Linked DNA regions of Xenopus laevis: region 1 is linked to region 2. Evidence: chromatin contacts called from public Hi-C data. All regions are on one chromosome and are shown on one strand. The core of a region is the stretch at or near the end of the contact, and the rest is flanking DNA. Distances in the headings are between cores, read along the strand shown. Region 1 overlaps foxk2.S (forkhead box protein K2-like). Region 2 holds the start of foxk2.S (forkhead box protein K2-like).

Region 1 (4,867 bases), core at 1,216-3,715, 40 kb before region 2:
GAACTAGAATCTCCCCAAAAGACACAGCATATGGGGGAACCTGCCATATTGTTTCTCTTAGCCAATACATTAGGAGAGTTTAAGGTTTCACAACGACATTGCTTTCTCTGTATATGTTTATTTCCGCGTGTGTGAGCTGCCATTGTCTTTCCCTTAGTATTTGCTTTCCTTACAGTATATTTGTACCTATACAGAAGTGTGTATTTTACTGGACTGAGAACTGCTACACTGCTTAGAGCTCGCAGTGATCTCAGCCAAGGCAAGGAATACAGCAGCTCACAATATGAAATGAATACTAACATACAGAGAAAGAATGTTCTGGAAACGCACAAAGCCAAATATACAGAGAAGGAATGTTCTTGGAAGACGATACTCTAAGGAGAAATACGTGCAAAGTTAACCCTGCATATGAAAAAGGTGCAATTTCCATCTATTATGTCCCATATTTCATATGAGGTAAGTTATGCTTCACTAAACCTGCCTGTATAGTTACACCTAATAGCCACATATACACATATACCATTCTTCAGCTTCTAGCAGGCAGCAATTAGTTAAAGGCAAACTCTCCTCCACTACAGAACTCATAATGAGCCACTTTGGATTTCCCTAGTATTGAGGAAAGCATCACTGATTGAATTTGCTGTATCTGTGTGTTAATGGCAAGCTAGTATTAGGAGAGAGCTGCTGGTCAGAAATATGTTCTTACCTGTTGTGACCTGCCCTTGAATGGCAGTGGTGATGGGTACAACGTGTGTCCCGTTCTGTGTGACTGCTTTGATTGGGAGCTGGTGTTGACCTAAAGGAGTCTGTTGGACTATAGTAACCGTCTGGAGGGGTGCCGACGATGAGGTCTGTATGATGCGACTTGCTGTGGTAAGTGCGGGGTGACCAATAGCAGGGATAGTTTCTACTTTAACTGAAAATAAAGAACAGCAGAGTAAGGAAACAAAAGGCACACCTGCAAAAGCATCACCTGGAAACTGCCATCTCTGGCCACTTCCTTTCTAGCTCCATGGCTACCAGGAACAGACATATGTGAAACTGAGCTGGTCCAGACTTTAAAAGTGAATGCTCCAGAAATTTGAATAATTACGCCAAATGGCCAGAGATGGCAGCCACCAATTCCATTGCACTGGCATTTTATTAACAGGTACTGCATGTGCAAATGGGGCTGTATTGGCAGTTGTCTGTGTTGTCGTTCAGGAAGTCTGGGGGGGGGGGAACCGCTACGTCTCTACAGTAGGACTTAAGGTAAAAAATGGCTTATCTTTCAGATGATGCCAGATAAGTCCTCTTTTAACAGGATTTTCGGGAGGTCAGTGGCACATTTAAAGGTGAAACTCAGCTTGCGCTCCTCTTCAGAAAAGGCGACAGTGTGACGATCCATTGTGCAGTGCTCGATTTCTCTTCCCTGACTATTTCCTATAAGGAAAGCAGGGAGGAGAAATAGAGTGCCGCACAATGGATCACATTTTCTGAAGAGGAGCGCAAGCAGAGTTAAGGTAAGTTATTTCTTAATAAAGACTGATTTCAAAGTTTCATTTATCTTTGTGTTTTTTTTTTTTCGTTGTATACTAATGAATTTTTTTTTTAAAAAAAGAAATTTGATGTTACTGGTCCTTTAAGAGGTTTATTGCACTCCCCCTAATATTCCCCCTAAGAATTAGTTATTTGTGTCGGCCTTTCATTTTCTGTCTTTAAAGGGGAACTATTGCGAAAATGAAAATGTAATACAAGCTTCCTCATACTGAAGTAAGAAACTTTTCTAAATACAATCAATTAAATATTCTGCATTGTTTCTGAAATATTTTATATTGTTTATATTCAAATATTATGGGGGGGCTCACTTTCCAAGCAGATGTATTAGAGCTTGCTCAAATAACCGATTCCAGTACAAACAAAATAACTGCCCTTTGTACAAATTCTGCATGTAGAGAGACAGCATTTCTGGTGATTTTAATAGAGGGAGCTCTAATACATCTTCTAGGCAAAAGGAGCCCCCATATAAGGTATATTTGATAATTCATCTGACACCCAACTCCTGAATGAAGACAGAATGAGGAGAAACAGATGCTGAGAGAGGAATAGTGAAGATAAACTTGATTATTTCAGAAACGGTACAGAATTTTTAATTTACAAAGTTTCATATTTTAGTATGCTGACGCTTATATTAAATTTTCATTTTTGCCATATCCCCTTTAATTTTCTTGACATTATCGGTTGTCTATAGCAAGTGCATCTCAAGCTCATTAGGCAAAAGCTTTGGACGTGGGGCACTGTAGAATACTATGCCCACCTACCTTTGACCTCTTTGTGGTCTCCGTTCTCATGAGGCTCTAACTTTGGTTGGGCCATCAGAGCAGCCTGAGTGACCATTGTTTGCCCTCCGACAGTGTAGGTGTTGATAGGGGCCAGGCCCGTTACATTTGTGACGGAAACGGCTGGGATCTGATGCACGACGTGTACAGTCTGCATGACTGCCTGCTGCGATGTGGCAGTGGTCACTGGGGCAGCCACTGTGTAAGTGACGGGTTTCATGGATTGGGGGAGCTGCCTTTGCACAGTGATTAGGACTGGTTGACTGGAGAGAGGAGACCCTGAACAAAAGGAAATATTGCAATCAGAAGGCTGTGCCCTATGAAACTGAAATTAACATTTCTAAATAGTAACTCAACAGACTATGTAGCAGCACAGCCAATCAATGCATGCATTTGACTCTTACCTGGAGCGCTCTGTGCAAAGCGTGCTTCCTGGATCACTGCTAGCTTTGGCTGGATAGCGCTAGGCTCGGGCTCCAGAGGGATAGGGGATCCTTCCCTGGACAAACTTTCTGGTGTCTGTAGACCACTGGAGTGAGCGGACAAAACTCCAGCGTGATTTGGAGATGCTGGTGCACTCCTGTGGCCAAAGTGATAGATTGGAGAAAAATAAACATTTATACTGGCTCATATGCAACTCACTGACCAAATGCATGCTTCCTCAACAACACAAGAATACATTTATAGCTATTGTCCCTCCCGTACTACCAATAAAAGACAGCAGAGGGAGCTAAGGTCTCTCCTTACTTATTACTCACTATCCTGGCGGCCATCTCCCACACAGAGCTATGCTGCCTTGGGAAGGCCATTACATGCTGGATAACTAGACAACAGCTTCAGCACATAACATGTAACACAACCTTCTGCTACCAGATAGCAAGTGCTATTAAACCAAGTGACTAAATGTGCGTGGGAGGTTCAGCAAGACAGAACAGACTTAGCAGGAGAGCTGCCAGACTATAGGACAACACTGACTAATGCTTCATGCCATGTGGGTAAACCTAGAAAGCTTGATATACAGGCACCATCTCTCCCTACTATAACCCGTTATTCCACAGCCACATTCCCTTCCCAGAGACTATTATCCCCATTGCTACTATAGGCACCATCTCTCCTACTATACCCGTTATTCCACAGCCACGGTCCTTTCCCAGAGACTATTATCCCACTGCTACTATAGCTGCCATCTCTCCCAAGTATACCTGCTTTCCCACAGCCACAGTCCTTTCCCAGAGACTATTATCCCACTACTACTATAGGCATCATCTTTCTCTACTATAGCTGCTATCCCATAGTCCCATCCCAGAGACTATTATCCCCCCCCACTGCTACTATAGGCACCATCTCTCCCGAGTATACCTGCTAGCCCACAACCACAGTCCTTTCCCAGAGACTATTATCCCACTACTAGTATAGGCACCATCTCTCTCTACTATACCTATTATCCCACAGCCACAGTCCCTACTATACCTACTATCCCACAGCCACAGTCCCTTCCCAGACTATTGACCCACTGCTACTATAGGCACAATCTATCCCTACTTTACCCTTTATTGCACAGCCACAGTCCCTTCCCAGAGGCTAACCCCACTGCTACTATAGACACCATCTCTCCCTACTATACCTACTATCCCACAGCGACAGTCCAATCCCAGAGACTATTATCCCAACTGCTACTATGGGCACCATCTCTCCCTACTATACCCGCTATTTCTCAACTACAGTACTTTTCCAGAGACTATTATCTCACTGCTACTATAGGCACCATCTTTCCCTACTATACCTGCTATGCCAAAGCCACAGTCCCTTCCCAGAGACTATTATCCCACTGCTACTATAGGCACCATCTCTCCGTACTATACCTGTTATCCTACAGTAACAGTCCCTTCCCGGGGACCATTATCCCACTGCTAATATAGACACCATCTCTCTCTACGGTTACTTGCTATCCCATAGCCAAAGTCCTTTTCCAGAGGCTATTATCACCACGAACGATATAGACACATATAGTAGCATAAAGACAACTCAGAGTAAATCTGCAGAGCACTGTGGAGTCAACTGCCGAGTGCAGTACCTTTCAGGAAGTTCAGCTCCTAACTAGAAGCAATTGCATATGCAGTGCAGATGATTAGGAGTAACCTTATCTTCTCTAGACATGGCCATTGTATTTTGCTCTAATGAAAATGGATGACATGTGCAGAGAAGGGTTTAGCAGCAACCAAGCAGTAAGAATCTAGCATACAAATATGCAAAGCTACATAAAAATGATTAATCTGCTTGCTTGCTTACCTGGAGGAGAGCGGCCCAAGGGGAGTCCTGAAACAGGGCACGCCTCGAGGCCTTCGTTTCCTAAACGCCTGCTCTACTAGCTTGCTTTCTGAGGCTGGGTCTATCCTCCAGAATGAACCCTTGCCGGGCTCCTCTTGGGATCGGGGGACTTTGATAAAGTATCGGTTCAAAGAAAGGTTGTGTCGGATGGAATTCTATGGGACACAGAAAAATTCACATTGTGTTAATTACAGCCAAGTCCAACAAACTGATTTCAAGTC
Region 2 (5,512 bases), core at 507-3,006:
ATAAAGGGCTTAGTGTCCTCTCCCACTTATCCAAATATACAGTTTCCCCTTAGCCAACATCTCGAACCCCATGACATTTGTCATCCGTGTAACAAATACTTTTATAATGACTGGCGCGATAAAATGAACAGTACAGTGCCAGTCTATTATTACCTGATTCTATAAGCCACTACCAGCATACACCTGATATCTTACTCTAGTGATCTCCAACCAGACACTCACAAGAAACATGTTATTTACCAAATCCTCTGATGTTTCTCCAAGTGGCCTCAAAGGGGGTGTTCATCTTTAGATGTCTGGCTTAGCAGCAAGCTTCCGGAGGCATAAACTCTGCCAGTCCACATCGGGACTACAAAATCACCAATTGCAGCCGTTATTGTGCGACCCCTAGGAACCTTTTGTCATGCTTGTGTTGCTCCCCAAATTTTAATAATTAAAAAAGGCTGACAGGTAAAAATGAATGAATAAATAAATAAAAAGGTTGGGACCCTTGTATTAGTCAATGCAGAGTCCAAAGCACTGCGGCACACTGACAAGATGAATGTGTTTCTATTCGTGGCATTTATTGGCTCCAATTCAAGTAGACAAAGGGCAACGTTTCGGGGGCCTCACAGGCCTTGTATTAGTCAATAACATCCAATTTAAAAACATAAAATGATCCCTTGCCCAATCACCGCCCGGCTGCCAGAGACCAACTGCAGGGCACATCACTAACTGCCACATAAATCATTAATAGTCAAACTCCTGGGGAAGTAAATGACGGAGTCCTTCCCACTGAACATCTACATTTGCCCAGATCAATACACTTGTGGGAATAACACGTTCAGAGACCAATAAAAGGAGGGTGCGAGACGTAGTGGCACTTCCAATCCTCCAGTTGTTTACCAACAAACTTCCCAGCATGCCTCAGCTGACACTTGCCAGAAGAGGGCAACAAGTCTTCATTTAACCCCCAACTGGGATTGCCAGACACAACAGAACAAGGCTACCCCCTGACAAGATACACTACCCCCCAGTAAAGACTACACGTCACAGCTGCAAATTCCCACGGCCCATGTGTCTACCAATAATAGAGGAATCTCAGGCAGACCTGGGCCTAAGGAAGATGCAATATATATATATATATATATACTGCTAGAAATTATTCAACTTCTAAAAGTTGTGGATGAGTCGTAATATGAGATTGTCATGACGACCAATATGAGCCAATGCGCCACACGAACTAACCCCCGGGGCAGTTATTTGTACCCCGCAATGACGCAACCAAGTTACCCCCGGACCCCTCCCCCTCCTGTCACAGCCCCTCCCCCTCTGCTTACAAACAGCCCCCCACGTGACTCACACTCGGGGTAGTTGCAGCGGTGGGGCCCCTCTCCTTTGGAACACCCCATCCACGAAGACTCCGTTCTTGCCCAGACATCGCAGGTAGAAGTCTCCGACGTCTGCGTCGTCCCCATCTCCGCTGCCGCCAGTGAAAATCTCCAGATGGCGTCGGGAGATGAAGCTAGAGTGGCCCATGCTGACATCTACACAGCCCTGCGACGAGTTGCGGCCTATGGTCACCGAGCGCTTCTTCATCAAATACTCGAACTCGCGGCCCTCCAGCCGGGCTACAACCGGCACCGCAACCCCGCTCACCGCGATCGCCATCTTGCGCGCGGGGGGAGAGGGAGGGGACCGGAGGTGACGGGAGCTCCGGCGGCGGCTCCGACCCCGTAAAGCCAGCAAGAGAAAAGGGAGAAAAAAAAAAAAGGGGGGGAGGCCAGGCGCAACCGAACTTGCAGAGCGAGCGGTATCCAATAGGAAGGACCGCCTCAGGGAAGATGTCAGGGAGAGAAGGCGAGGAGGGCGGAGCTTTCATGTTTGGTTGAGACGCGCTGAGAATTGACAAGGGCGGAGGGGGCGTGGTGGAAACTTGGTTGCGCTGTGACGGCAGAGGGCGGAGTTTGAGTAGGCTTAGGAGGGCCGAGGAAAGAGGGCCTGCAATGTGGGCGGGGCGGAGTTTAAGAGAGAAGCGAGGCGGAGTTTAAGAGCAGCATGGCGGCCGCGGGGTGTATCCTAATTCTGAAGGACAGAGACAGAGTAAACAATAATAACAAACGTGTTCCATCCAGCGGTAGTTCGTGGAGCGACCGTATCCGCATAGAACTATGAACCAGACTCCAGGGGCATGCCGGGAAAATCGGAGGGCGTGGTTTTTTTTTTTCCCCACGTGTTACCTCGAATTAACTCTGTTGTAATAAAGTTACTTCGATTTTATGTAATACATATAGAAATGATCCTCTGTAAGTAGGGTTGCCACGTTTTCTGCAAAAACAATACCGGCCTTCCTATTTATTTATCTTTTTTCCCTATTGATAACATTGGGATCAACCATCATTTTTACCGGACAGGCCGATAGGGTTGCCACCTGGCCGGTATTTTACAGGCCTGGCCAGTGTCGGATTGGGCCAGAGGGACACCGGGAAAAAACTTGGTGGGACCCTCCGGCCCAGAACTGCCTCTTAGTGTTGCAAACCCCTCTTTGTGGGGGGCCGCGGTGAAATAAAAGTTTTGCGTGTGCCTACTGACGGCGAGACGCGCGTGCAAACTGACGTCACACTGCACGCATATGTACAAAGCCGGCACCACTTGCGTATGGAGAGATGCGCCGCTCCGGAGCAGCAGGGGGGCCCTGGGGCAATAGCCCCGCTGGGCCCCAAACCCCCCATCTAATCCTGGGCCTGGCCGGTAAAAATTATGGTTGATCCCAATGTTATCAATAGGGAAAAAAGATAAATATATAGGAAGGCCGGTATTTTTTCCCCCGAAAACGTGGCAACTCTACAGGCCGGTAAAATACCAGCCAGTGGCAACCCTTCCTATAATGCATAGGTACGGGGAAGGGTAGGGTGGCATTTGCCCGAACCCCCAGATTCTAAGGGGTAATTGTAACAGCTGAGTACAAATGTCAATGCTGCGCCCATGGTGCTGTGCATTGAGGCTGCTCCAATTAGGGGAGCTGTAGTTCAACAACAATAGCTGGAAAGTCAGCTCCAGAGTTCGGTGGGCCCTCGTCTATGGTTGTTGGAAGATGTGGGAACAGCAGCTGCAGAATTGTGGGGTGTATTGGTTCCCTGGGCTGCTGTGTTCCATGTAAGCTTGGGAGTAATGCCTTGCTTTGGCTGTGGGGGAGGCTGGGAGTGTAGTAATAACACAGCTGTAGTCAGGCTGGACATCCCTGTGCTTCCTTATATTGTAGAACCCACTCAGACTGGGGCCCAGTCATGAAACAAATAAAATACAAAGACTGCAATGTTAGGCCATTGGAATTTGTCCCACATCATATGTCAGGCTAAAGGTCACTTCAACCCACTTAAAAAGCTCAGTTGGGAGAGCGTTAACGTGACAATTTACAATCTTTCCAAGAAAGATCATTGGTTTCAATACAAACGTGTAGAGCTGAATTGTCAGATATACAGGTAGAAACAATAGAATTCTACCTGTATCTGATGATTCAGCACTAACAATGGGCAATGTTCAGGTGCCCAATCAAAATTTTCCAGCCAGCTCTACTCACAAGCCGACCGATATCCAAGTCTTATGCCAATATCGGTCACCTCGACTCCCACCATACACACACCGAATATTGTGTGAACATACGATATTATCTGTGCGTCTATGGCCAACTTTAGACTTAAGATCTAAAGGTCCTGGTTTTAGGCAGAAACTTTTTCCCAGTAACCAGACTCTAAATTTAGGAGATGGAGCCTTCCTACAAACAAAATTTTCACATTTCATAAGGCTTACAAAAGGCTGCAGGCTGAGTTATACAGGGAATTCTGAGTATCACTCATGTATTATAAGGGCTAATGTACCCCCTGCTTTAAATTATAAGAATATCAGAAGAAATTGAGGGGTTCTGTGACCATATCAAGACACAAGGCTTCAGTCTGAGTTATATAGGACATTGAGTATTTTAAGGGATAATGTGCCCCTAATGTAAATGATACGGATATTAGAGGTTGCTGAGGGGTTCTGTGACCATATAAAGCAGGGGTGTCCAACTACGGCCCGCAGGGCAAATGCAGCCCGCGATCTATTTGGCCCGCTGCAGGTAATGACAAACTGCTCCTGGATGAGGAGGGGCTGCCCAAGAACACGGATCTCCGCATCACGCAGCTCAAATTCCTGCTGAGTCTCCCCGAGCACCGCCGGGATGTGCCGCTCCTCACTGAGCTCATGGAGGCGGTGACTGTGAATAGTGAGCAGCTCGGGGTCGGGGGAGCGAGGGACCGGGCCTGCGAGAGATCTGCACTGTCATTGGGCCTGATGCTGCTGGGGAGCTGAATGGTCGGCCCCCGCACATTTTCACCTCACCAAATCTGGCCCTCGTTGCAAAAAGTTTGGAGACCCCTGATATAAAGGCACAAGGCTGCAGGCGGAGTTATACAGAGAACTGAGTATCACTCATGTATTAAAAGGGATAATGTACCCCCTACTGTAAATTATAAGGATATTAGTAGTCACTGAGGGGTTCTGTGGCCATATAAAGGCACAAGGCTGCAGGCTGAGTTATACAGGGAACTCTTGAGTATCACTCATGTATTATAAGGGCTAATGTACCCCCTACTGTAAATTATAAGGATATTAGTAGTCACTGAGGGGTTCTGTGGCCATATAAAGGCACAAGGCTGCAGGCTGAGTTATACAGGGAACTCTGAGTATCACTCATGTATTATAAGGGATAATGTACCCCCTACTGTAAATTATAAGGAAATTAGAAGTCACCGAGGGGTTCTGTGACCATATAAAGGCACAAGGCTGCAGGCTGAGTTATACAGGGAACTCTGAGTATCACTCATGTATTATAAGGGATAATGTACCCCCTACTGTAAATTATAAGGAAATTAGAAGTCACCGAGGGGTTCTGTGACCATATAAAGGCACAAGGCTGCAGGCTGAGTTATACAGAGAACTGAGTATCACTCATGTATTATAACTGATACTTTACCCCTACTGTAAATTATAAGGATATTAGAAGTTAATGAAGGGTTCTGTGACAAGAACTAGTCAAATGCAGATAATTACTGCAAACATTTACGTTTGACCAGTTCTTGCCACATATTTCTGTTGGACTACAAAGCTTCATTGGGCGGTGGTATTGGTCTAAATTAAAATACTGAATCCTCGTTGTTCCATTATATGTAGTCCAAATCCATTGAGTTTGTATCAATATTTCCAGCAGCTTTGAGAAAAAACAAGGAAATCAAAACATCCTAAATCTGCTGACAATTTCCTCCCCCTTGTGAAAAAAAAAACTTTGTCCCGTGAAGATGATGTCAATGGAAAATTTTGCCATGTAAAATATTCTGTGCAATAATAAAGTACAGCAGTGGGCAGTATCTGTGGGTTATTATATATTGGAGTGCTGTGCCCTCTAATGGCAGGAAAGGGTTTTTGCAGTAGGACGTAAAGCTGATATTTATCTCCTATACTAGGTTCATGGATTATAGATTGGGAAAGGAAATTT

Evidence for each region. A called contact is a pair of places that touch in the nucleus more often than the background predicts.
Region 1: a Hi-C map of the XTC cell line shows a contact between it and region 2, with 4 times the contacts expected there. The contact joins the enhancer-like site here to the promoter of foxk2.S in region 2. A contact is called at or near these places in 3 of 4 Hi-C or Micro-C datasets (the XL177 cell line, the XTC cell line and animal cap).

The regions. Positions count from the first base shown.
Region 1 is chr9_10S:43,453,794-43,458,660 of Xenopus_laevis_v10.1, reverse strand. foxk2.S (forkhead box protein K2-like) reads right to left here. Exons shown (of 9, transcript XM_018238565.2): 5 at 4,608-4,801; 6 at 2,723-2,898; 7 at 2,301-2,597; 8 at 707-916. Among protein-coding and RNA genes, the nearest start is that of wdr45b.S, 26 kb to the left of the region's middle. Within about 2 kb of position 2,465, at least 1 of the 7 cell types and tissues checked has an H3K27ac peak or open chromatin away from gene starts, as enhancers often do.
Region 2 is chr9_10S:43,412,776-43,418,287 of Xenopus_laevis_v10.1, reverse strand. It overlaps foxk2.S (forkhead box protein K2-like), which reads right to left and starts at 1,756. Exons shown (of 9, transcript XM_018238565.2): 1 at 1,343-1,756. The coding sequence starts at 1,650.